Linked DNA regions of Mus musculus: regions 2, 3, 4, 5, 6 and 7 are each linked to region 1. A link is a contact called in public Hi-C, HiChIP or PLAC-seq and promoter capture Hi-C data. All regions are on one chromosome and are shown on one strand. Each heading gives the region's core, a stretch centred on a gene start, on an enhancer-like site or on the middle of the called end of the contact. The rest is flanking DNA. Distances are from core to core; before and after follow the strand shown. Region 1 holds the start of Bhlhe22 (basic helix-loop-helix family, member e22). Region 2 has its middle 120 kb from the start of Armc1. Region 3 has its middle 170 kb from the start of Armc1. Region 4 has its middle 260 kb from the start of Armc1. Region 5 has its middle 230 kb from the start of Gm30789. Region 6 has its middle 53 kb from the start of Gm30789. Region 7 has its middle 26 kb from the start of Gm30789.

Region 1 (3,108 bases), core at 288-2,787:
TTTGCGGGTTCCGATTCAGCCGAAGGAACACCAGTTACAGATGACTTTTCCATTCTGCAAGGGTAGAACCAAGGTTCCTTTCCATCCTTTCCAGGTGACAATGTAGACATTTCTGTGTCGCCCTCACGTTTCCTGTATGAAATAAGGTGCCCAACTGTTCTGATATTACCATTCAAAAACAGGTTCTGAGATGAACCTCATTTGTGAATCTATTACAGAGATTAATAGATTATTTCTCCCTTTTCAACTAATTCTCAGTGGGGAAATTTAACCATATGGTAAGGAGAGAATTAGAATTTCATCACATTAGAGCAAAATATAATGAAAAGAGTCCAACACCTGGGGCCAACTCTGAAAGCCACAATTAAAAGGTTTTTTAATGAAACCAGAGAAACCCCAAACTGCACAGCCTTCAGTAATTCTGCCAGATAAGAGGGAATACGGTTTTTACTTATAAGGATGAAAACTAGCCACTAAATATCGTGTGCTTCGAGAAACTGGACTCAGAAGCACGAGGACCACGTGTACTATCTCCATCCAGACAGCTCTTGTTTCCACAATTCTGCCCTGAACTAACCCTGCAGGAACAGCCCAGACGGATCCAGATGTCCCCAAACGTCTTCAGAGCAGCTAAATGCACGAATGCCCCCACTTGGTGTGTGAGAAGATTCCACTCTGAATGTTCCCTCTTGCGAAGCAACTGGATTTAATCTTGAGGAAAGTTTGAGACTAGTTTTTCTTTTCTTTCTGTCCACGAAGCAGTGAGCTTCTCTCACCACCAACTTAACAGCGTGGGGGACTCGGCAAAGGCCTCCCCCACTCCGCCCCCTCCGAGTTTTAAATCAAACGGGCTATGTAAGCAACTTGGTCATCATTTTGTTGCTTTCTTTAATTGTTTGATTTTTTTTCCATCTATATAGGAAATGGACAGTGGAGGGCTGTGGGAAAAGTGGTGCGGAGAAAATCTGGGTTGGCTCTTGCATTGCTGACATACTAGCTGAAAATCTAGGGTAAATTCGAGACAAGCCAGCAGGGACCTCACCCCTACCCCCAGCCCCCAGGTTCCATCTATAAATGCAGACATGCTATTAACAGGGAGATATAGAATTCTCTCCTATGAGGGTAACTAAGCAAGCTGAGACAGTAGTGGCCCAGTGAAGGGTAGTGTGTGGGGGGTGCTCAGTGGGGGCGGGGGCTTTCCACTGGACTCCCAGTCTTTACCGCGGATATACAATTTGCTGAAGGAGCAAAGAACATCCTCGGCTCTAAGTAGGGCTTTTAGTGTGCTCATTGATGAGTGAAAGTCGCCACACATGTCAAGCTAAAGGCAGTTGTTGGGTTACTAACAGGACCCAGCGCCTTGCAAACATATGCGCTAAGCTGTGTATACAGATGGCAGGCAGAATAATGGAGCAGGCGCCTTTTATAAAGCTCTGGCTGCTGCCTGTCTTCAGACCTGGGAAATGAAACTATTCAGACTCGCGGCCAGATAGCGCTTGCGATTGTTTGTTACCGTTTTAATCCTATTAATTAAAACGTTAACCTGATTGGGTAGAAAGCGCTGTCCCAACAGGCGAGTCTTCTTCATAATAACCTACTCAGAGATAATGATGTAAAAGACTCCCCCGTCTGTGGCGGCGGCTGGTTGATGGGTCCGGAAATCTCTTGAAGGTGAATCCAAGCAAGATAAACGGTGCGTAGAGCAGGCGCGGGATTGGACTCAGAGGCGGTAGCGGCGGCAGCCCCGCTCCCTCCGAGACCAGCCTCCCACCATGAGGGGCCGCGGCCCATGGTGAGCCTTAGCAGCCAGCACCGTCGGCTGGAGACGAAGAAGAAGAAGAAGAGGAGGCGGCGAGCGCGGGGGAAGGCGAAAAAGAAAAAGAAGGGGACAGGGCTGCGGGCAGCGTGGGGACCGACGCACGCAGCAGCTCCGGAACCCCGCCGGCGCGCGTCTGTGCGGCCGCCTGACTCTCCAGCCCAGGTGGCGGCTGGCCCGGACGATGGAACGCGGGTTGCACCTCGGTGCGGCGGCCGCGAGCGAAGACGACCTCTTCCTGCACAAGAGCCTGGGCACCTCCGCCGCCAAGCGCCTGGAGGCGGCTTTTCGCTCCACACCCCCGGGCATGGACCTGTCCCTGGCGCCTCCAACTCGCGAACGCCCGGCGTCGTCCTCGTCGCCCCTCGGCTGTTTCGAGCCCGCTGATCCCGAAGGGGCTGGGCTGCTGCTGCCTCCGCCCGGAGGAGGCGGTGGCGCGAGCGGCGGCGGCGGCGGGGTGAGTGTCCCGGGGCTGCTCGTGGGCTCAGCGGGCGTGGGGGGCGAGCCGAGCCTGAGCAGCCTGCCGGCGGGGGCTGCCCTGTGCCTCAAGTACGGCGAGAGCGCCGGACGCGGCTCCGTGGCCGAGAGCAGCGGGGGCGAGCAGAGCCCCGACGACGACAGCGACGGCCGCTGCGAGCTGGTGCTGCGAGCCGGGGGCCCCGACCCGCGGGCATCGCCGGGAGCGGGGGGCGGCAGCGCCAAGGTGGCCGAGGGCTGCTCCAACGCCCACTTGCATGGTGGCTCGGGCCTCCCCCCGGGGGGCCCCACAAGTGGCGGCGGAAGCGGCGGCGGTGGCGGCGGCAGCAGCAAGAAATCCAAAGAGCAGAAGGCGTTGCGCCTCAACATCAACGCTCGCGAGCGCCGGAGGATGCACGACCTGAACGACGCTCTGGATGAGCTGCGCGCGGTCATTCCTTACGCGCACAGCCCTTCAGTGCGGAAGCTCTCCAAAATCGCCACGCTGCTCCTCGCCAAGAACTACATCCTCATGCAGGCACAGGCCCTGGAGGAAATGCGGCGCTTAGTCGCCTACCTCAACCAAGGCCAGGCCATCTCGGCAGCCTCTCTTCCCAGCTCCGCGGCCGCGGCTGCGGCGGCCGCTGCCCTGCACCCGGCGCTCGGCGCCTACGAGCAGGCGGCCGGCTACCCGTTCAGTGCAGGGCTGCCGCCCGCTGCCTCCTGCCCCGAGAAGTGTGCCCTATTCAACAGCGTCTCGTCCAGCCTCTGCAAACAGTGCACGGAGAAGCCTTAAACACTCCCTTCTTCGAAAACCTCGAGACCGACCCCAAAGC
Region 2 (3,108 bases), core at 354-2,853, 990 kb after region 1:
ATGGAATCTCTGATAATTTCATTGAACAAAACAAAATCGTTGTAATAGTACCCTGCTGAACCACCCTACTGGAGGAAAAAAATGCAAAATGTTTTAATAAGACTTTCAAAAAGTATTGAATAGGAAGCTGAAGAACTGAGAAACTATCTCCTCCTGTCTAACGTGTGCCCTTGACCTTGTGGCTTAAGGTCTTTTCTTGGCCACTGTGTGTCTGCAGAAACTGTCAAGCTGAATAGGATCCCTATAACCTAATGAGGACAGTGGGCTCAATGAAGAAGAATGAAAGAATTAATGCCACTTTTGGATAAACATAACCATAGCAAATATTTGGTGAGAACACATTCTGGCATTTGCAGCTTTCCAAAAAAAAAAAAAAAAAAAAAAAATAGGTAGATAGATAGATAGATAGACAGACAGACAGATAGATGAAACTATTTTGTTTGTTTGTTTGTTTTTTTAAATATTTAAACTGACAGACATGTTTTAAAGGATAAAGGGACCTTTTGCTCTGAATAGCAATTAAAAGATTCTGGATGTGTGTTGATCATAGGTGGAGGAGACAGAGAAAGGAAGAAAGAGGGAGGGAGGAGAAGAGGGGGGAGAAAGTGTGGCTGCTGTCACAAATGTCCCCCCTCCATCTCAGGTTCTGGCCTACTTTTCTTTATGGAATTACCCACTCTAAGCAGCTTTATCATTTCCGGTTCTGGATTATGAGAACCCTGGAGGAGAGATGGATTATATCTTCTGTTTCCAGAGAAGGAAGGTAGATGCTGCCATTTTAGGAATTAGCTTTTGCAAGACACATTGCTGTTCCTTTTGCTTATTAGAAGGGATTCTTTGATATTAGAATTACCCTATGGAGATTTTTTTTCAAAACAGGGTTTCTCTGTGTAGTCCTGGCTGTCCTGGAACTCACTCTGTAGACCAGGCTAGCCTCAAACTCAGAAATCCGCCTGCCTCTGCCTCCCAAGTGCTGGGACTAAAGGCGTGCGCCACCACTGCCTGGCTTGGAGTTGTTTTGAAAATACTGTTTTTATAGTGGCTGCTCTCCTGTGCTCTAATACAGTTTGTTAGTAACTACTGTTCTACCTTGGAGCATTTTGTTGTCTACTCTTTGTCTCCATTAGCTAAAGCAATGACTGCCCAGCAGCAGAACAACCCAGGCTATTTTGTGGCCAACATCTCTTACTTTATTTTCCATTGCTATGATGAAACAAACTGGAAAAAAATTGCAACTCAAGGAAGAAATGGTTTATTTTAGCTCACAGTTCCAGGTGCAGTTCATGATAGCATGGCAATCAACACAGCAGGAGTCTAAAGTATATGCTCACATCACACCCACTCTCGGGAAACAGAAAAGGAAGAAAGAACCCTGACTCCCCAGTTCTCATGTTTACAGAACCATGATCATGTAACAGGCATGTCAGTCACTATGTGCTGATCTTCCCAGAAGAAGTGATATAATTATTCATTACAGACACTCCCAGAGTCCATCTCCCAGGGGAGTCTAGATTTTGTCAAATTGACAATTAACACTAACCATTGCAATCTCTGTTATTTATTAAGGGAATGAGAAACGGTTTCAGCAAACATGTTGGTATCTGCCAGCCTTTGGGAAAGCAGTGAAAAGTGCAGGCTGCTCGCAGAGTGTGTTAAACTTTACTCTAGGTACAAACTAACTGTAAACTAAAAAGGACACAAATGCCAAAATACTTTACATATTGACTGCTGACATGGTGGCATGCCAAAATCCTTTTCAGAATTATAAAAGGGGCTTAGAAATCGCCCATAGAGTGAGTGCTGGCCCCCAAACTTGATAAACTGAGTTCAGTCTTCAGATCTCATGTGCTGGAAGGAGAAAACTCCTAAAAGGAGTTGTTTGGCCTCCACATGCATGTGTACAAGTAAATAAGACTTAAAAATGTAAAGCATTTTACAGATGTTCCTAAAGCATACAAATTGTATCATCTTTAGTATCCTTGTATATAAGACCCTGTTTGTTCTCAGGTATCTGACTCTCCAGGTTGGCTTTCTATATTGACTTTAAACAAGTCACACTCTGTTTACCACCTGGGTCACTGCTCAGGTGAACCAGTGGCTCTGGTTCCATTCCTTGCACCAAGCACACGTAGCACCAGTTTACGGCCACCTGTAAGTCCAGTTCCAGGGGTATCTGACAGTCTCTTCTGGTCTCCATTATCATGCATGCATGTGATACACAGACATACATGCAAGGAAATCACACAGGTGAAAAATAAAAATGAAGTCTCCTTGATGAGAAGTGAAAAAAAAAAAAAAGAAAAGAAAAAGAAACCTAGTCTTAATACCCTCATCTTTACCAATATCCCTGTCAGTCACCAACCGTCACCAACATTATTGTTCTGGGTTTATTTTGAGACAGGGTTTCACTCTAGCTGTCCTGGAACTCATGATGTGCCCAGGGCTGGGCCTAGAACCCACTATGATCTGCCTCCCTCTGTCTCTCCAGTGTCCAGATTAAAAGAGGAAAATACCACCAGCAGCTTGTGCTACCGTTAAACCTCTAAACCAAGCTCCAAGCTGAACTCAGATTCGTTTCTCAGCAACATAAAATGATCAGTCATTAGCTAGGACGTTAGCTAGGCTTTCAGCTATCTACAACAACAAAATGAACTATGAGCTACACAGATGCAGAAAAGAAAATAAAAACAACTGATTATAGCTATGAAAATACAAGTCATGAAACCCACTGTCAGCAGCAGGGCAACCAAAACTAAGGGTTAATGAAGCAGCTCTGTAGAACCCCACTGATTTGGAAGCTAGAAGAGGAGTCAAAAAGGATGTGAGGGTGGGAGGATGGAGAGGAATGCTGTGAAATTCATGCTCTTGTCATAGCATGGCTGTGTCACATATGAACTTGAAGCAGCTGTGGTAACACAAGATCTACACAAGATCAAGCAAACAAGAGTGGGCAGTACTCCAGCAGGTGGCAGTAATAACACTCAGTGGGTTACAGAAAAAGTCAGGGGAAAAACAGGAAGTGGGAAGAGGCCTTGGAGGGAGCTTGGAAAGAGAGATAGTGGGGATCTAGGGATATTTAATGATCAAAATATGTTATATATATATGGA
Region 3 (3,108 bases), core at 338-2,837, 940 kb after region 1:
AGGATGAGCCATGATCTCAATAGAAAGAAAGAAAGAAAGAAAGAAAGAAAGAAAGAAAGAAAGAAAGAAAGAAAGAAAGAAAGAAAGAAAGAAAGAAAGAAAGAAAGGAAGAAAGAAAGAAAGGAAGGAAGGAAGGAAGGAAGGAAGAAAAAAGAAAGAAAGAAAGAAAGAAAGAAAGAGAGAGGGAGGGAGGGAGGGAGGGAGGGAGGGAGGGAGGGAGGGAGGGAGGGAGGAAAGAAGAAGAAAGAAAAAGAAAAAAGCCCACAAAACTGGCATGTTCTCTTTAGAGGAACCAAGGCCACCGACTAAAGAACAAAGTGTAGAACTGTTCCAGACAGGGCAGGTTTCCAAAGGCATGGCGACTCAGCCCAGCCCAGCCCGGGGCCTATGGGTTCCCCAGCTGTCATGTCATCTCTGAAAATAAGGGCTGCTGAGGTGAATACACTTGAGAAGATGGTCTGCAACAGTGGAGCATCATGTCTGCAGCTTGCTCTCAGATGGTTCAAAAAAAAAAAAAAAAAAAAAAAAAGACCTGCTTCTTTCTTGCCACTTTTCTGTAAACTTGAAATTATTCCAATTAAGATGAAAAAAGCAACCACTAATTTCTAGAACAGCAAACACTATTTTAAAACCATCTATTCCTAAGTCTTTTGTAACAACCAAATGACTTAGTACCTACAAAACACTCAGCACAATGCCCTGGGCAGGCTAAAACCTTTAAATTGCAGCCAAATGCAGTACAGACATACGAGCTCTGAACTATTGGCTATATGCTATACATATCCAGTAAAGTTAAATGAAAGGATTCAATCACATTGTAGAGCTGTTTCCCCAAGAAGCAAATGTCAAGACCAGATAACCTTGATGGCGCATGTGTACTTAATTATGCAGAGTTGCACGGTGCTAATTACCATGATTCTTCCACCCTTTCCCCGGGCAGCTTCCTGCTTGAGATCATTTGTTAGGTAAAGGATGGTGGGAGAAACATCGGCAAAGCTTCACAGAGCTTGATTAAATGTCGCACGTTTCTGGGTTCCTTTTGCTAGAGCTCTCTCTCAGAAGAAGAAGAAGAAGAAGAAGAAGAAGAAGAAGAAGAAGAAGAAGAAGAAGAAGAAGAAGAAGAAGAAGAAGAAGAAGAAGAAGAAGAAGAAGAAATAGAAGAAAAAATAAAAGAAGAAATAGAAGAAGAAACTGACTTGAAGTATCTCTCCCAAGGGTGCTTCTCTGGCTGGTTCCAAATGACCAGCTCGGCTTACTGCATCTGAGGACAAAGCTCGGATTCAGCCAAGTTTTGATAATAATAGTTAACCTCAGCTAGCTTTGTCCCTTTTCAACTCCAATTTTGTACTTTACTCCACATCCAAAAATATCACTCCAGGGTTTGACACAGCCTCCTGAAAAAAACAATTCGCTAGAGCTTATCCTGTGCTAAGTTCCTGTACCTTCAAAACTGCCTTTATTTAAAAACAAGAAACGAGGCAAAGAAAGAAAATCGCCAAGAGCTCAGCCGCGATACCGCATATTCTCCCCACACTGCACCATGTCTGGCTCGCTCAGCTTGCTCTGACATCGAGGGGCACGCTGCCAGCAAAGAGCCACATGGACTGCCGAAGGGAATCACAACCTGACCCTCTCATCTCCTGCTCCTCCCCCTTCTCCAGGGCCCCACTGCCAGCTTCACCAACAGTTAATTGTCTTTTCATGCAAAGACTTTGACAGCTCCTCTCCCACAAACCACACTCGAATCTTACCCCCTGTATAGTTTGGGGAGGGGAATGTTTCCATTTTTAGGACAGCATAAGACCTGGCCCATTTAATTTAGAAATTAATAATAATTCTGAGCGCTCTCTTCTCTGTTCTGGAAGAGCAGTGAAGCCACTCTGAAATGAGGCATTTACTACTGTGCCTGCCAGGACAAAAACAGATGGACCAAAAAAGTTTAGATGGATGAATCTGAAAAATTGGATGACCTTTATTATACCCCAAAAGTTATAAAAAATTAGAAGTGCAAAACTTACAGTTGCCAAAAGTCTCTCCAATTTGCAATTTTCATATTGTGAATGCAGACACAGGAGGAAGCATTTCCTGTCACTCTCTAGGCCGTCCAATGTCATTGCCTAGGCACTAGCCCACAGAGTTTCCTTACCTGGAAAAATCAAGAGAATGGTTTGATCGCCAAGGCTCCTTCCTTGATGCAGTAAGGAGATTAGGGAATTTATGTCACGTGATATTCTCAGACTGGGTGCAGCTCTTTAGAATTTGAGCCAAATGAGACCAGAACCTAGCCTGGCTCTTGAGTAAACCGCCTAATGCCATGCTGGTTGCTGACTCCAACCGATGCTACCGTCCACCCAGATTCACCCAGCATCAAGGTGATGTGGAAACTGCAGACTTGTACGATAAAAGTGGATCCGTATAAAGGTAGCCACAATTAGAGTCCCTTTTTCCTGTTAATCCTACCACCACTACTGAGGTCTGGGGACATTTGCTGCTGTTACCAATGCCTGCATTAGACACTTAACCTATAATATATGGTATATAGATATCATTCTCCAGTATGATATGACTTAGTAAACACAGAATAGAGTTGCCCAAAAGGTCGGAGATATGTGATCAAGAGTCTGGGAGTGGGGAAGGAGCTGAGATGGCTAGCCTCCTCCTGTGGGAAGGCTCTGAAGCCCTGAGGCAGGCTGAGTAGAAGAGTGCCTCAGCCTGAGAGCAAGATACTGAAAAGAGGAAGCAATTCCAGGCCCTGGAGAAAGGCAGAGCCTTAAGCCATGCACTACCATGTGGAGGGTCGCTAGATGGTCCGTGGAGCATTAACTTTCGTACTGGTTCTGGTGGCTCTGATTGGCAGCAGATCACACACTTGGGGGAATTCCACTTCACACCAGTCTGAAACACTCCACCAATGTGACAACAAAGAGAAGCCCCAGGTCTTTTTCATCTACAATCTCATGGAATCCAGTTGATCCCGTTATTTTTATTGATTTCATTTCATTTGTTTTTAAAATGCTATCCAGACAAGAATGCTTCATATAGGCAACCTTTACCTTTGATCTCCTTCCCAAAATATTAATAGTAGACACAAAACCCAATCTCTAGCCC
Region 4 (3,108 bases), core at 386-2,885, 850 kb after region 1:
GTATCTGGTAGGCTCTCTATCTGCCTGACACATTAATAAGGGCTTTTATGTCCTTATATGAGAGGGTAAAGAACCTTTTCTGGGCCTCTTTTCTATAGGTTCTTCATCTCATTTAAGAGGATACCACCTCCACAGCCTACTTACCTTCCAAAAGCTCCCCTTCTAAATTCCACCCTTTGAGAGCTGGCATTTCAACCTGGACTTGTAGAGACTCAAACATTCAGCCTGTATCAATGTTCTACGGAAGCAAAGTCAGCTCGCAAATGTTCAGTGTCAAGAGAGTACCCACAACAACTGTGAGGTCTTCCTGTCTCTTTCTTCTCTAACAATCACCACTAATTCTGGTGCTATAGAACACTGGGCAGCTGACTCAAAATTGAGAGTGTGGCCTTTGGAACTAAAGAAAAGCAAACAGTAAGGAAAATGAATAGAGAGATTTTTCTGAATATTCCTCATGAGCCCTGCTTGCTTAACATGATGTCTATAATATTAAATAGTGTCCTTGCCAAGCTTACTAAGACAGCTTGGCCATATGCTTTCCATACATTGATAAAGCTCAAGCACCACTCTCAATTTTGAGTCAGCTGCCCAGTGTTCTATAGCACCAGAATTAGTGGCGACTGCTACAGAAGAAAGAGACAGGAAGACCTCACAGTTGATGTGGGCACTCTCTTGACACTGAACATTTGCGAGCTGACTTTGCTTCCACGGGTGACTCGGAGTGGCCCCGTCTGGGGGTGACTACTGCAATACCCATGCTCCTGGGTATACCAGCTTCACGGCCTGAAACCTTTGGACCAGCCAAGGACAGAGGTAGGAGGAGTCCCATGATGTGTAGTAGGCTCAGTACCCCATCTTTCAGAAGCCTTCTTTCTGGTCTAAGCCCAAATGCTAAACAGAAAAAGTGATAACAGAAAGAACTCCTGCCCAGTGCAAATGGAGTGGCCAAAGCATACCCTACAGTGTACCCAGAGAAATTCCCTGAGCAACTTTCCTTCCTGGGACCAATACTTTTTTTTGTAATAGGTCGAAACCCCATCCCCTGATGAGGAGCATACGGCAGGGTGGTGGTCTTTCTGGGTGTACTCAGGTTTTCCCCACACCCCAGCCCAGCTCAGCCTGGCTTGTTCCTAGCAATGAAAGAGAGAAGATCCTCAGATTTAGAGCTGAATCAAAAATGTGTCACTTCTAAACCTAGAATAAAACTTGAAACATTTGGAATTTTTGTGTTTCATTTGGCTCTGGTTTAAAAAAAAAATACGAGTTTGAAGCCTCCACAGGTTTTGTGATCTCTTTTCATGGGGAGTCTTAGAAGCTTGGAAGATAAACCTAAGTGTGATCTTGATAGAATCTAGAGACTGTAATATTTTGAAATTCTTGAAATACATGGGCTACAAAGGCTGATTTCCAAACATTTATGCAGTTACTGTTAACTATTGAATGCATGCCCATACAAGCTGGAGAGTGAGATGTTAAGAGAGCCAGTTTATAACCCTGGAGAAAACCCCCTCCATAACCAGAAATTCTCCTTTAGGATACCAGAACTCAAGCCTGGATTTCCCCCCTTTAGGGTTAACATTGTGGATAGTGCTGAAATTCCCATGTGTCCCTATCAATACACAGACACCCACACATTGAATGAGCCCAAGCACAGAAGAGTATGTCTGGCAAACATGAAGAGCAGAAAAGGGCTGGTAAGCAGAGCACTCCATAGGATTTTTCTTGGCTTGGCAGGCTCGGTCTGTGCTTGCAAGCCACATGCTGCAAATGAGGAAGTCCACTGTGGAGTTGACAGGTAAGATGCAGAAAGTGCCTATCAGAAGTCAACTCACAAAACCAAGCCTTTGACAGCACAATGTGACACTCGGTGGGAAACATAAAATTTGCCAGCTGGCCCAGCAACAAGGAAAACTTCATCCAGGAAGCTCAGCTTCCTCTCTCCTGCAGAAAGTGGGCAGCCCCTTTTGATTTCGGGTTGGCATACAGAAAGGATGAGAAAGAGAGACAATAATTGCTAGTGATCAAAAGGCTGTGAAGAAGAAAATAAAACAGTGGCAAGCATTCCGTTAATGGAACTCCTCTGGACCCTCAGCAACACAAAGTGAATGTTTAAGATGGAATCCAGGCCTGGGAACATTAGAATAGAAAAGCAGGAGTCTACCCACGCAGACAAAAAGACAGAATGCATGTAAATGTTTGCCTTTCATTTATTTTGAGCAAACATTTCCTTCCACGTAACAGACTCGTCCCGACCAGAGACTTCCACCTGGTGTTCTTTCAGCCAGATGGAAGTGTAAATTATTTAAATACATGATCTTCCATTAGCTGTTGAGCTTAAGTGCCTCAAAAAAATTTAAATGCCTTTCCAGGATTCTAGAAAGCATTTGCACTAAGATAGATAAACATATTTTCAAGACACAACTCCAATGACAGAAATTTTTAGATTTTAAAATACAGTCAGCATTAGCATTTGTAAGTAATTATGAATTCTGCAAAAGTCTGTTTACACTGTAAAAAAATAAAATCAGAGTTACTGATATAATTAAGGGTTTTTTTCCCCTCCACATGGTCCACTTCGTACAAACCAAGCCCTGTGCTCATGACACACTGAGGAGCTGTAATGGCCCACCTCGAACATGGAAACACTTCCACCATTCATGGATCTGACGTTTTTGTTTTATTTTGTTTTGGTTTTTTCAAAAATATGTTTTTAAGTGAAGAAATTTTAAAAAATGTTTTTAATGTAATCAGTTTCCTGAGGAGAAATTGTGTCAGCACTCCTGGGGACTCAATAACAGCCCTGTCCACGTGTGCATGCACTGTGGGATAGATGGGTTCAGTGGAGGAAAGATGTCTGAAATGACTTCCAGACCATAATTACCTACTTGGTCATAGAATTATAAAGGGAATACATTAGAGCTAAATGTTTAAAAGTCATAAAACTTCAGAAATTGAAGCTTGAAGGTACACTGTATTGGTTCTTAACAAATTGATTTTGGTAAACCACAAATTCTTTGCCATTGGCTCTGAGATGCTCCCAGGTAGTCTCCATTTCTAACATGTTCAGATGATGTGGCTCCAGCTCACCCGTGGACCACTCTAATAGCC
Region 5 (3,108 bases), core at 251-2,750, 820 kb after region 1:
CATCTGGAATCATCAACCTGAATTTGCTCTGAGGTTATTTTGAACCTATTATTCTATGTGTTGTATGATTCTCTGCCTGCCTTTCTTTCTCTTCACTTTCTAAAGCAATCCACATTTTGCTCTACCTAAAGAATGGCCACATTTGGTTGGGATTAGGCACCCAAGCAATAAGACTGGGTCTCTGCTCTTTGATTTGATAAGGAACCTAACCTAAGCTCTATTAGGAAGTCATGTTCCATGGGTTCTGAAAGGATAAAGTGTCAATATTCTTATCTCACCATTATATTCACCATTATAAGATATTCTTATCTTATTTCCTTCTCTCCCCTGACCCCACTAAATCTAATGTGTGAAATCTAAAGCAACGTGCCCTCAACACTACAATCACAAACAATTACACCTTAGGTTAGTCACTCATTCTGTCTTCTGGGTGTTGTGTACAGCCATGATGACAATTAGAACAACAGAGGTCATATCTATATCCGCTCAGCTCCCAGCCATTCAGTTTATTACCATAACTGACAGCTTTTGCCAGAAGCACTTGCTAAGATCAGCTGAATGCCGTAATGCCCATGTTCAGGAGAAAGAAAATGTGCTGGTCATAGTTCATCAGCTCCCCATTGACAACTGTGATTAGCTATTTGAATCTTCGAAAAATCATCTGGGTTCTAGACCCAATAAAAATCTTCACACCACAGTGCTAGAGGTAATCAGGACGCCATCTCCTTGAAACACAAATATAATCTGAAAATCTTTTGTCAATGCACATGGTGTGATCTCTGTACCTTATTCTTGCTGGGAATGTACAAGCCACTGTCTTAACCACTGGTAAGTCAAATAATAAATTTGTTTCTAAGAAAAAAGTCTTTTTGAAAACTACCAATAGAGTGATTTCTGATCCCTGGTTCAGTAAGGCTGCTTCCACTGTTTGCTCGGAGTCAATGTGTATTTGTCCACAGCTCTCCTGCTCCACACACAGGGTTACACAACAGTTACTAAGAAAACAAGTGCTCAGAGAACAAACATTGTATGATGAACTTACATGTAGTATCTAAAGAAGCTAAATTCATAGAGACTGAATTGGAGGCAGGTTTGGCAATAATGGATGTAGATGTGGTATCCAATAGGTTTGGTAAAATAATCCCATTGTGGAGAAGGATGTGACAGACACAAACTAATGTAGAAACACTCAATATGATGGAACTGTAGGCTTAAAAATGGGAACAATGGTAATTGTTATTACAGTCATGTTTTACTACCATTTTTAAACTGCACACATTGAACATCTTGAGTTATTTCTCTATTCTGTCCATAGAAACCTTCATTTATCTGGATGTATTGAGTACTTATCACTTGTCTAACTAGTGAGCATGCATAAGACAAGCTACTTATATGTGGGGGTATTTCTGCAATGTGGTCCTTTCTCAAGGTACAAGGTGGCTGGTGCAGTGCTCCAGTGTCAATACATGCCTGAAGCTCTATGTCAACACTCTAGTGGAGCCTTCCATGGGACTGGGCAACTGGGTGAAGGTAAATCGTGCTGGCATGCTTTTTCTGACTGGGGTAATAACTTTCACAGTAAACAATAATGGACTTTCCAGCATTTAGGGACCTACATCAGAAATACGCGCTCACACATGGTAGAGAAATTAGTGTGACTCAAGCTGAACACAGTGTTTTTATTGTTGTGACAGACTGCATAATGTCCATGACCACTGCTTGCCATCCCATTTCAGGGCAATGATAGCTTTTAGAATAATGTTACCAAATACTGTTCATAACTCACTTGGGTATAAAGTTAATTTAGAGAGTTATAGCTTGTCATTTAAAATGAAACAGAGTAGAAACACGTGTCTAAGTCTCCTAGTGTAAAAATAAAACATTTTATTTTGTTTATTAATACATTTGTCATAACTGAGAGCACTAGTCAAAGCTTCATTTAACAAACTCTCTTTACCATGAACTCTGTTGTTTCCAACTAAACCCCTCTTTGTATTGATTTTACTGGGCATTGAAGAAAGGGTACAGTCACATCCTCATTTCCATCATTCTCCATCCTACTAATTCACTGTCTAGTGCCATTAGGTTAATCACTGCCGCACACCATACAGAACATTAATTCATCTGTAAAAATGCATGTCACAAGCTATACAAAGTATAACTAAGGTAAGAACTACATAATGTTGAAATTATGCAATTTATATATATTTATATCTGTAATGTCAGTTACACCTGCTTGAAGCTTATTTTCATTGCATTTATTGTGTATATATGTGTGTGCACACAGGTGTCTATTGTTGTGGCACATGTGTGAAGGTCAGAGGACAACTTGCACAAAAACAGTTCTCTCTTTCCTCCATTGAGGTACAGAGTATTGAACTCGTGTCATCAGGCTGTGTGGCAAGTGCCTTTCCTCACTGAGCTGTCTCACTGACCTGTTTTAAGATTTCCCTAATCTCAGCTTATACAAAGCTGGAATTGGAGTCCATTATAACTAATTGTGTGTGTGTGTGTGTGTGTGTGTGTGTGTGTGTGTGTGTTTCTTTGTAAATGAAATTCTCTTTCCCTACAGTGTGTGAGTTGGGGTGGTCTATCTAGTCATCTATCCCACTCCTAACCAGCTGAACCTAATAAGGTATGTGTTTCTGGTTCCTTCTATAGTCAGTAACTACAGCATGGGATTCCTATAACATGAACATATTGCCATAAAATATTTATCAAGAACTACAAGCTTTGGAATGACTAAAGGTATATTCATTAGACTCACCCTTCTTTATGCCAAATGAGCAGGATTGTGTCCTTACGGTGCTCACATTTGTTCCTTTATTGGATTACTTTGAATATGAGTAGGATACCAAGCACATTAGGAATTAGTCCTGGTTCTATTTGATTATCCTAGTACAATCTTTTTAAATGTTTTCCTTATGACATTCTTTTGTATGTTCTGTTGCTTGAAGTCTTGCAAAGTACCTTAAAGCATTTTTGAAATAGAATAAATCATAAACAAAGAAGCGAGTGAGCTCCTCTTCTTCTCCTGTCTATAGCCACTGTTCATATACACTGGATTTAACATGTGCCTCAATTACTGTAAAAGCCTTCTGGCTGGTT
Region 6 (3,108 bases), core at 309-2,808, 640 kb after region 1:
CAACACTTTCAGCATAATTGATAACATTTGGTATGAGGGTTAAGTACACCGAGAAAATTTGCCTTTTATATAAAGATATCTCAAATGAGTTGTGCTTAAGGCTTAAGTGTATATGTCCTTTCTTCTTTACCAGATGTAAAAATCTATGATATCACAAATAAGATGATATACTTTTACTTACAGAAAAAAAATCTTAATTTCCCATGTAATCACTGTGATTTAGCGTTTTATCTCATCATCTATAATTCCATCTGAAAGAACCCCGTATCGGGGAGACCCTCGCTCAAGTCCCAGAATGAGCCGATGCCCCAATAACTCGAGAGAAACCATTCTTGATGCAATATTGCATGAGGTTTATTCGGGAGTAGTCAGCATGCTGAGTTCAAGCTCATAACCCTCACAGGGATAGAGGAGATCGACCCCTAGCAGTCGCCGTTGGGAGTTTTTGAAGGAAAAGACCACAAAGAAAGGGGAGGATAAGACCACAAAGAATGGGGAAGCTGAGTAAATACCATAATTTGAGTTTCAGCTCATCTCTGGTGGAGGGGTTACAGGCTATCTTTGGCAAACATTCCTGGTCCCTTACCTGGTCCCTGGTGCCTGGGTGGGTCACCCAGTGGTTATCTGCTTCTCAGGCTGCCAGGTAAAAGAACAAAGAGCTTCATGCTGGCTTTGTTTCTGGGGGTCTGGGAGACATATTGAGTTGGGGTCTTACACATCCAACTCACCTCCAGAACTACTCCATTTAAGTTCCTTAAAATTTTAAGTTCCTTAAAATCCTTTGATATATAACCTCAAAAAGCAACTAAAACCATATGTATATGTGTACGTGTGTGTGTGTGTGTGTGTGTGTGTGTGTGTGTGTGTGTGTATGTGTATGTGTATGTGTCTATGTATATGTAAAACTGTATGTATATGTAACTATTCCAAACATATTAAAAGCCAGATTCTTTTGAGAAACCTATACCCTGGGAGTAGATGCCTGGATATATCTTACCTCATCCTCACCACCAGTGCCTCTTTATCTTTCTATTAAGCCCTGCGCCTAAATCTATAGTAAGCTTTCTTTGTAATAAATTCCAACTCTGCTTCATACTGGCTTGTGTTGAAATTCTTTTTCTGGAAAAATCTTTTCAGGCTATGCAGGCAACATCATAACACTCTTTCCAGCCCGCGTTGCGTGGCCACTAGCACTCTCACCCTGATTTCTAACATTTTGACTTGTGCTAGAAGAGAACAGATGTGTATAGCACATCTGGATTTCATAAGTGTTCCCCAGTACACTTGGCCCCCAGAAGTATTCTGAAGCTCTATTTGCTATGTCTGTGACCTTCAGCAAATCACTTGACATTTTTGTAGAAGAGTAAATTGGACCAGGTAACAGTGTTTGGATTGTAAAACACCTTGTCCATTTCTAGCTGCTACTGATTTCTTGAGTGAGCCTGAAAACACCAGGAGCCTGACTCTGAGGCCCCTTTTTTTCAGTGTTTGCAGGCTCTCTCATGAGCCTTCCATTAGCTCATTCTCCAACCCCTCCCAACTCCATAAATCTGCATACGAAAGGACCAGACAGCTGCAGCTCTCAACAGCTTTGGTTTTCATCACTGCCTCTGTCATCCTGCCTGCTGAAGCTGCTTTTTAAAGGGGCCAAGCCTCTTTTAAACAATTCCAAATATTTTTGAAGATACAAACCAGAATATAACAAGAGTACAAATAGATAAACTGAGCAGCTTTTCCACAGGTGGGTAAAGTAATGAGAGGACATCTCTGTGGGAGAAACTCTGTGATGTTGGCTGATTGTAGAAAGGGCTCAAAACAGCATGGAGGAGATTAGGAAGCTGAAAGTAGAACACTAGAAATTAGTGACATCATGAAAAGGTGCTGGATAAGGAAATGCATCACCTTCAGAGGACATCCTTGATGCAACACCCTCTACCAAGATCTATATCACTTCAAAACCCCACCAAGCAAAATCAAATCCCGGATGTTCTAAGGAAAGGCACAGGAACTCCATAAGCACCAATGGAAGAATACCAAGATGACTTCTGATCTTGTTAAACCAGCCAGACAGAGAAAAATATGCAGTCCCACATTCATGTCTCCCCAAACTCTACTACAATTCCAGACATTTTAAAAACAGGTCTAGAGAAAGAATTAGGATGATAGCTCAGTGGAACTGTCTTTGCCTAGCATATACAAGGCTCTGGCTTTAATTTCTAGCAACAGAGAAAGAAAGAAAGAAAGAAAGAAAGAAAGAAAGAAAGAAAGAAAGAAAGAAAGAAAGAAAGAAAGAAAGAAAGAAAGAGAGAAAGAAAGAAAGAAAGAAAGAGAGAGAGAGAGGTAAAGAAAGAATGGAAGGAAGAAAGGGAGGGAGGGAGGGAAGAAGGGAGGGGGGAGCACGGATAATAGAAAAGACAAGAAAATAGAAACAGTATCATATAGCAGTATGGTAATGAAAGACCCACAACGTGAGGACTCCCCCACGTTCTGACTCAGGAGAGGCGACACCCCAAAATCACCAACGAGAAAACGGTCTTGTTGCAAATTGCAAGAGGATTTTTATTCAAGAGCGCTCTCGGGCCCACGGTCATACACCACGCAGGGGTAGAGGACTGTGGCGCGCCGAGTAGCTGGGTAAGGGGGTATTTAAAGGAAGAAACCGAAACTCAAGGAAGTGGGGAGGGCTTTGTTGGAAGATACCAAAGATACCAGTTAAGAGTCACAAGGAAGTGTAAAGTTACAAGAGTCACAAGGAATACCTGGTAATTGTTAACTCTCAAGACAGCTTCTAAGAGCCCCTAACAATAGCACATTTGCATTGCAGGTTCTGGTAATGGCCAGGGTGACTTTCTTTGAATGAGCACTCTTTGAACCCAGGAAGCGGGTGGGTAGAGGAATGTCGCTATCTCTTTTATGATTAGCATACCTTTACAAAGGCCACATTCCCAAGCCTGGGCCTAAAGGCCTAGAATTCTGTTTTTACATTGTTATACTTTCAGTAACTTAACATGTCTTTATAATTCAAAATGTAAAACTCTCAAAGCAAACAAAAGTATTGTCTAGGACAGAACTTTAAATACCCTTCCATTCAATGTTTGTAACTTTACT
Region 7 (3,108 bases), core at 315-2,814, 610 kb after region 1:
GACCTGAGTTCAGATCCTGCAGCTGTGCCATACAACTCTAATACAGCTGGGCTAGAGAGGCAGAAATAAGAGGGGCACTGAAACCTGCTGACCAGAGGGTCTAGCCAGTGAGATTCATTTTCAGTGAGAGATCCTGTCTCAAAATTAATTTGGAGAGGCATTGAGGGAGGAAGACATATATATGATAATCTGGCCTCAACACATACACATTCACATGTGCATACACACATACACGTGTGTGCACACACACATTCATGAATGCAAAAGAAGGCAAAAATTTAACAGTCACTATGTAACTGTGGCTTTTAGAATTATCAATTATGATTAGACAGAATCTGGCAGCCCAGACGCTGAGAGAACACACTGAACTTGTACATTGCCCATTTTAGTCAGTATTTGCTTGGATCTGATTCCGTCAGAAGTTCATCACTGATCGCTCCATCCAGGAAGTTTCTCTTTCCTTTCTCTGCCACTTTTACTTGGTGTTCTCAGTCTGCTTTTCCTGGTATTGGAAGGCAGGGACCATGGTGGGGCCTCTGCCTGTGAACTCACTGGTACTACTTCAGACACATTGCTAGTCATCTCTAAACACATGTAATTTTCTCTTCTCCATTCTCATCTCCTCTTACTGCTTTTCTTCTATCTCTATCCATACTTCTCCCATGCCAGTCATTCTTCTCATGGTCCCAAGGAAATTTTTTTTTATTCTTATGATGAGATACATGCCCATGTATGTACATCTAGGACCTGATTTTGTCAACTTGCAGATAAACTGTATCAATCAGGCTTGTCACTAATTTGAAGATGTAATCCCACCACGACTTCAGCATTCTTAAGAGCAGGCACAGGGCCAATGCAATCCAAGGTACAGCGTGTAACTCATTTTTATACAGACAACAGTTGTCTAAGCAGTATAGTAATGCAGGGACACATCGCCCAAAATCTCAAACACATTTACACAAGCTGAAGACACCTTTACTCGGTCCCTTCTCATGTTCTCTACAGAATATGCCTGTGAGCTTGATGGTTATAGAGACTCTTTCTCCTGTTTTTGAATGCACCAGTTTTTTAAAGGAAATTCAAAACAACTTCCCCCTTTCAAGTCAGCCTTCAAGATAGATTGTTTTTGTTTTTCATACATTTTCAAATGTGCTCAGCTTTCTCTTTTTCCCCTCCCCTGCTCTCTCTGGTATCTGACAGGATGCAACCTGTTGTAAAACAGCGTGGCTGGAGCAGTTCTAGGGACTCTTGGACCCTTGAGTGTGTAGCATATGCACACTTTATGATTACCTATCTCCCACAGCCAAGGCTCACAAGGGAACCATGCCATTTCTTTCCACTTTCTCTGCTAAGCACAAGGCTTTGCACTTGAGAAATATTGATCCTTGGAGCTCCAGGGGCAAGGGCACACCCTGGAGAAAGACAGATTCACAGTGTAACTCGAATCCCTTGTTAACTTTGTCATCTCCCTGCAGAAGTTGTTTCTGTCCATATTTTTACTTCAGCTGGGCTGAGTGGGAGAAAGAACTCAAAGGGAGGTTGAAGCAGATGGTTGTCACAAACTGCATACGGCAATTGAGAATTAGTGTGCAAGCATATGCAACCTGGTACAGTATGAAGCATTCCAGCATATGAGTGCCGAAATAAATCAGGCCTGGAGAAGATTGGGATGGAGTGATGAGCCCTTCTTTCTCTGTTACACATATATATTTAGGCTTGCTGAATTCATTAGGATATGCTCCCTGTTTTCAGGAGGCAAACTAACACCTACATTGAGCAGATTCCTGTAGATTCTGGTATCTTGTTTCTCTCATCCAGCACGCATCCTGAAAAGAAATATTTCTGAAGAGAGATGCCTCTTTTTTTCATAGAAGGCCTGGCAATGATGACATCAACTTGTCTGGACAAATTTAATGCTCATAATAATTAGTGAGCTATCATGATTTACATTTACTTTCTAATTCATTAACAACAGCTCTGCCAGGCATGTCTAGTCCACTTACTTGGTCCAGGCATTTTCCTCCTCTGCTTCAATTTAGTGTTCTTGACCCTGTTGTGGACCAACCTATCTAGCAATGATGGTTATAAAGAGAGACATGTACCAATAACAACCAGCAGTACCTCCAACCAGCCTGGAGGTCTTCAGTGAAAAGATATGTGCACACATTCCCTTTTGGCATCAGAGACCGCTCATGACCAGCCTTATTTGTATCTCAGGGATGCCAGGAAGAAAGGTGAAATGAGTGAACTCCCATTTAGAAAACGTAGAAACAGGAAGCGAGCTTGGCTGCCATCACTGTCTTCTCAGAAGAGCAAAGGGGATTCAGCCAGGATGCTTGCTCAAGGCTGGGGCCACCTGTGGCTCAGCCCTGGTTGGCTAAATTTCCATGCTCTTACCAAAGACCAAGACTGCTTCTGCCTGCTCTTGTATCTTGTATCAGGGATACTGCTCTCTCTCTCCAACAACTCACTGCCCGAGGAATTGTGAAGAAGACAAAGTTGCTATCTTTGCCTCCATGCCTTGTTCACCTTTACATCTATCTCCTACAAGACATCAAGGGGGTAGAGGGCAGTTATAGTTACTGGCTAACGAACAAATATTGAGTTACATATCAGTAGACCAAAACACAAATCAACTCAGAACTACAGGACTCCACCAACATGCACATAAATCATTTATAACGATAATCCAAGACTAAGTCCAAATCTCATTAAAGTATATGAATCCTTAATCTATTTTGGCAAAAAAGCACCAATAGACATTTTTTCTTTTTATCATAAATTACAGTTCTGTGGCACTGTGCAAATATTACCAAGCTGTAAGACAGCTGTGCTCCATTAAAATGTGTAATGGTTGCTGATTTCTTACAGCACATGGTCATCAGGCTGAATCTACAGCCAGTAATTAGGAAGATGAAATGTTTAATTGTGCCTTAATTTTGATAAAATTTATCTGTCACACATCCCGCAGCCGAGCATTATGCTCACAAATCAATGTCATCAAGCCGAGCAGGAACTCGAGCACCAGACTCTTGTCCCTGACAGATTCATTTGAATATGTAACTGCTGGTGATGAGCAACCAGGCTAAGGACAAAAATGAAAACCTT

What was found. Promoter capture Hi-C pulls out the DNA fragments that hold promoters and counts their contacts. Hi-C and Micro-C count contacts between places; a contact is called where the count stands out from the background. HiChIP or PLAC-seq counts read pairs in DNA pulled down with a chosen protein or histone mark.
Region 2: a contact with region 1 is called in a promoter capture Hi-C map of liver. The contact joins the enhancer-like site here to the promoter of Bhlhe22 in region 1. A contact is called at or near these places in 19 of 39 promoter capture datasets (the 3T3-L1 cell line, the C10 cell line, the HPC-7 cell line and 12 more), 58 of 484 Hi-C or Micro-C datasets (B cells, the C10 cell line, the C2C12 cell line and 37 more), 13 of 115 datasets of contacts at active chromatin or transcription factors (craniofacial prominence, embryonic basal ganglia, embryonic forebrain and 8 more) and 4 of 9 other capture datasets (embryonic stem cells, embryonic tail, macrophages and 1 more).
Region 3: a contact with region 1 is called in a promoter capture Hi-C map of hippocampal neurons, with 10 times the contacts expected there. The contact joins the enhancer-like site here to the promoter of Bhlhe22 in region 1. A contact is called at or near these places in 9 of 39 promoter capture datasets (the C10 cell line, cranial neural crest, frontonasal cranial neural crest and 5 more), 1 of 484 Hi-C or Micro-C datasets (cerebellar granule neurons), 7 of 115 datasets of contacts at active chromatin or transcription factors (astrocytes, craniofacial prominence, embryonic forebrain and 4 more) and 1 of 9 other capture datasets (embryonic stem cells).
Region 4: a contact with region 1 is called in a promoter capture Hi-C map of hippocampal neurons, with 12 times the contacts expected there. The contact joins the enhancer-like site here to the promoter of Bhlhe22 in region 1. A contact is called at or near these places in 13 of 39 promoter capture datasets (the 3T3-L1 cell line, 3T3-L1-derived adipocytes, the C10 cell line and 6 more), 4 of 484 Hi-C or Micro-C datasets (cerebellar granule neurons, cerebellum, cerebral cortex and 1 more), 5 of 115 datasets of contacts at active chromatin or transcription factors (astrocytes, embryonic forebrain, forebrain and 2 more) and 3 of 9 other capture datasets (adipose tissue, embryonic tail and macrophages).
Region 5: a promoter capture Hi-C map of liver shows a contact between it and region 1, with 10 times the contacts expected there. The contact joins the enhancer-like site here to the promoter of Bhlhe22 in region 1. A contact is called at or near these places in 15 of 39 promoter capture datasets (the 3T3-L1 cell line, 3T3-L1-derived adipocytes, the C10 cell line and 7 more), 2 of 484 Hi-C or Micro-C datasets (both in liver), 5 of 115 datasets of contacts at active chromatin or transcription factors (astrocytes, embryonic forebrain, embryonic hindbrain and 2 more) and 1 of 9 other capture datasets (embryonic tail).
Region 6: an H3K4me3 HiChIP or PLAC-seq map of embryonic forebrain shows a contact between it and region 1, with 8 times the contacts expected there. The contact joins the enhancer-like site here to the promoter of Bhlhe22 in region 1. A contact is called at or near these places in 7 of 39 promoter capture datasets (the 3T3-L1 cell line, cranial neural crest, embryonic stem cells and 2 more), 5 of 484 Hi-C or Micro-C datasets (cerebellar granule neurons, cerebellum and uterus), 9 of 115 datasets of contacts at active chromatin or transcription factors (astrocytes, differentiating embryonic stem cells, embryonic basal ganglia and 3 more) and 4 of 9 other capture datasets (adipose tissue, embryonic stem cells, embryonic tail and 1 more).
Region 7: a contact with region 1 is called in a Hi-C map of cortical neurons, with 5 times the contacts expected there. The contact joins the enhancer-like site here to the promoter of Bhlhe22 in region 1. A contact is called at or near these places in 11 of 39 promoter capture datasets (the C10 cell line, cranial neural crest, embryonic stem cells and 5 more), 6 of 484 Hi-C or Micro-C datasets (cerebellar granule neurons, cerebellum, cerebral cortex and 1 more), 5 of 115 datasets of contacts at active chromatin or transcription factors (embryonic forebrain, embryonic stem cells, forebrain and 2 more) and 2 of 9 other capture datasets (adipose tissue and embryonic tail).

What each region holds. Positions count from the first base shown.
Region 1 is chr3:18,052,788-18,055,895 of GRCm38.p6, forward strand. Bhlhe22 (basic helix-loop-helix family, member e22) reads left to right here and starts at 1,538. Exons shown (of 1, transcript NM_021560.4): 1 at 1,538-3,108. The coding sequence starts at 2,001. The coding sequence ends at 3,068.
Region 2 is chr3:19,043,173-19,046,280 of GRCm38.p6, forward strand. No RefSeq gene overlaps it. Among named protein-coding and RNA genes, the nearest start is that of Armc1, 120 kb to the right of the region's middle. Within about 2 kb of position 1,604, at least 4 of the 459 cell types and tissues checked have an H3K27ac peak or open chromatin away from gene starts, as enhancers often do. A contact at or near this core is called in liver, where this site is marked.
Region 3 is chr3:18,988,479-18,991,586 of GRCm38.p6, forward strand. No RefSeq gene overlaps it. Among named protein-coding and RNA genes, the nearest start is that of Armc1, 170 kb to the right of the region's middle. Within about 2 kb of position 1,588, at least 10 of the 459 cell types and tissues checked have an H3K27ac peak or open chromatin away from gene starts, as enhancers often do. A contact at or near this core is called in cerebellar granule neurons and hippocampal neurons, where this site is marked.
Region 4 is chr3:18,904,181-18,907,288 of GRCm38.p6, forward strand. No RefSeq gene overlaps it. Among named protein-coding and RNA genes, the nearest start is that of Armc1, 260 kb to the right of the region's middle. Within about 2 kb of position 1,636, at least 13 of the 459 cell types and tissues checked have an H3K27ac peak or open chromatin away from gene starts, as enhancers often do. A contact at or near this core is called in cerebellum, cortical neurons, hippocampal neurons and 1 more, where this site is marked.
Region 5 is chr3:18,876,296-18,879,403 of GRCm38.p6, forward strand. No RefSeq gene overlaps it. Among named protein-coding and RNA genes, the nearest start is that of Gm30789, 230 kb to the left of the region's middle. Within about 2 kb of position 1,501, at least 3 of the 459 cell types and tissues checked have an H3K27ac peak or open chromatin away from gene starts, as enhancers often do. A contact at or near this core is called in liver, where this site is marked.
Region 6 is chr3:18,694,068-18,697,175 of GRCm38.p6, forward strand. No RefSeq gene overlaps it. Among named protein-coding and RNA genes, the nearest start is that of Gm30789, 53 kb to the left of the region's middle. Within about 2 kb of position 1,559, at least 62 of the 459 cell types and tissues checked have an H3K27ac peak or open chromatin away from gene starts, as enhancers often do. A contact at or near this core is called in differentiating embryonic stem cells, embryonic basal ganglia, embryonic forebrain and 3 more, where this site is marked.
Region 7 is chr3:18,667,552-18,670,659 of GRCm38.p6, forward strand. No RefSeq gene overlaps it. Among named protein-coding and RNA genes, the nearest start is that of Gm30789, 26 kb to the left of the region's middle. Within about 2 kb of position 1,565, at least 12 of the 459 cell types and tissues checked have an H3K27ac peak or open chromatin away from gene starts, as enhancers often do. A contact at or near this core is called in cortical neurons and hippocampal neurons, where this site is marked.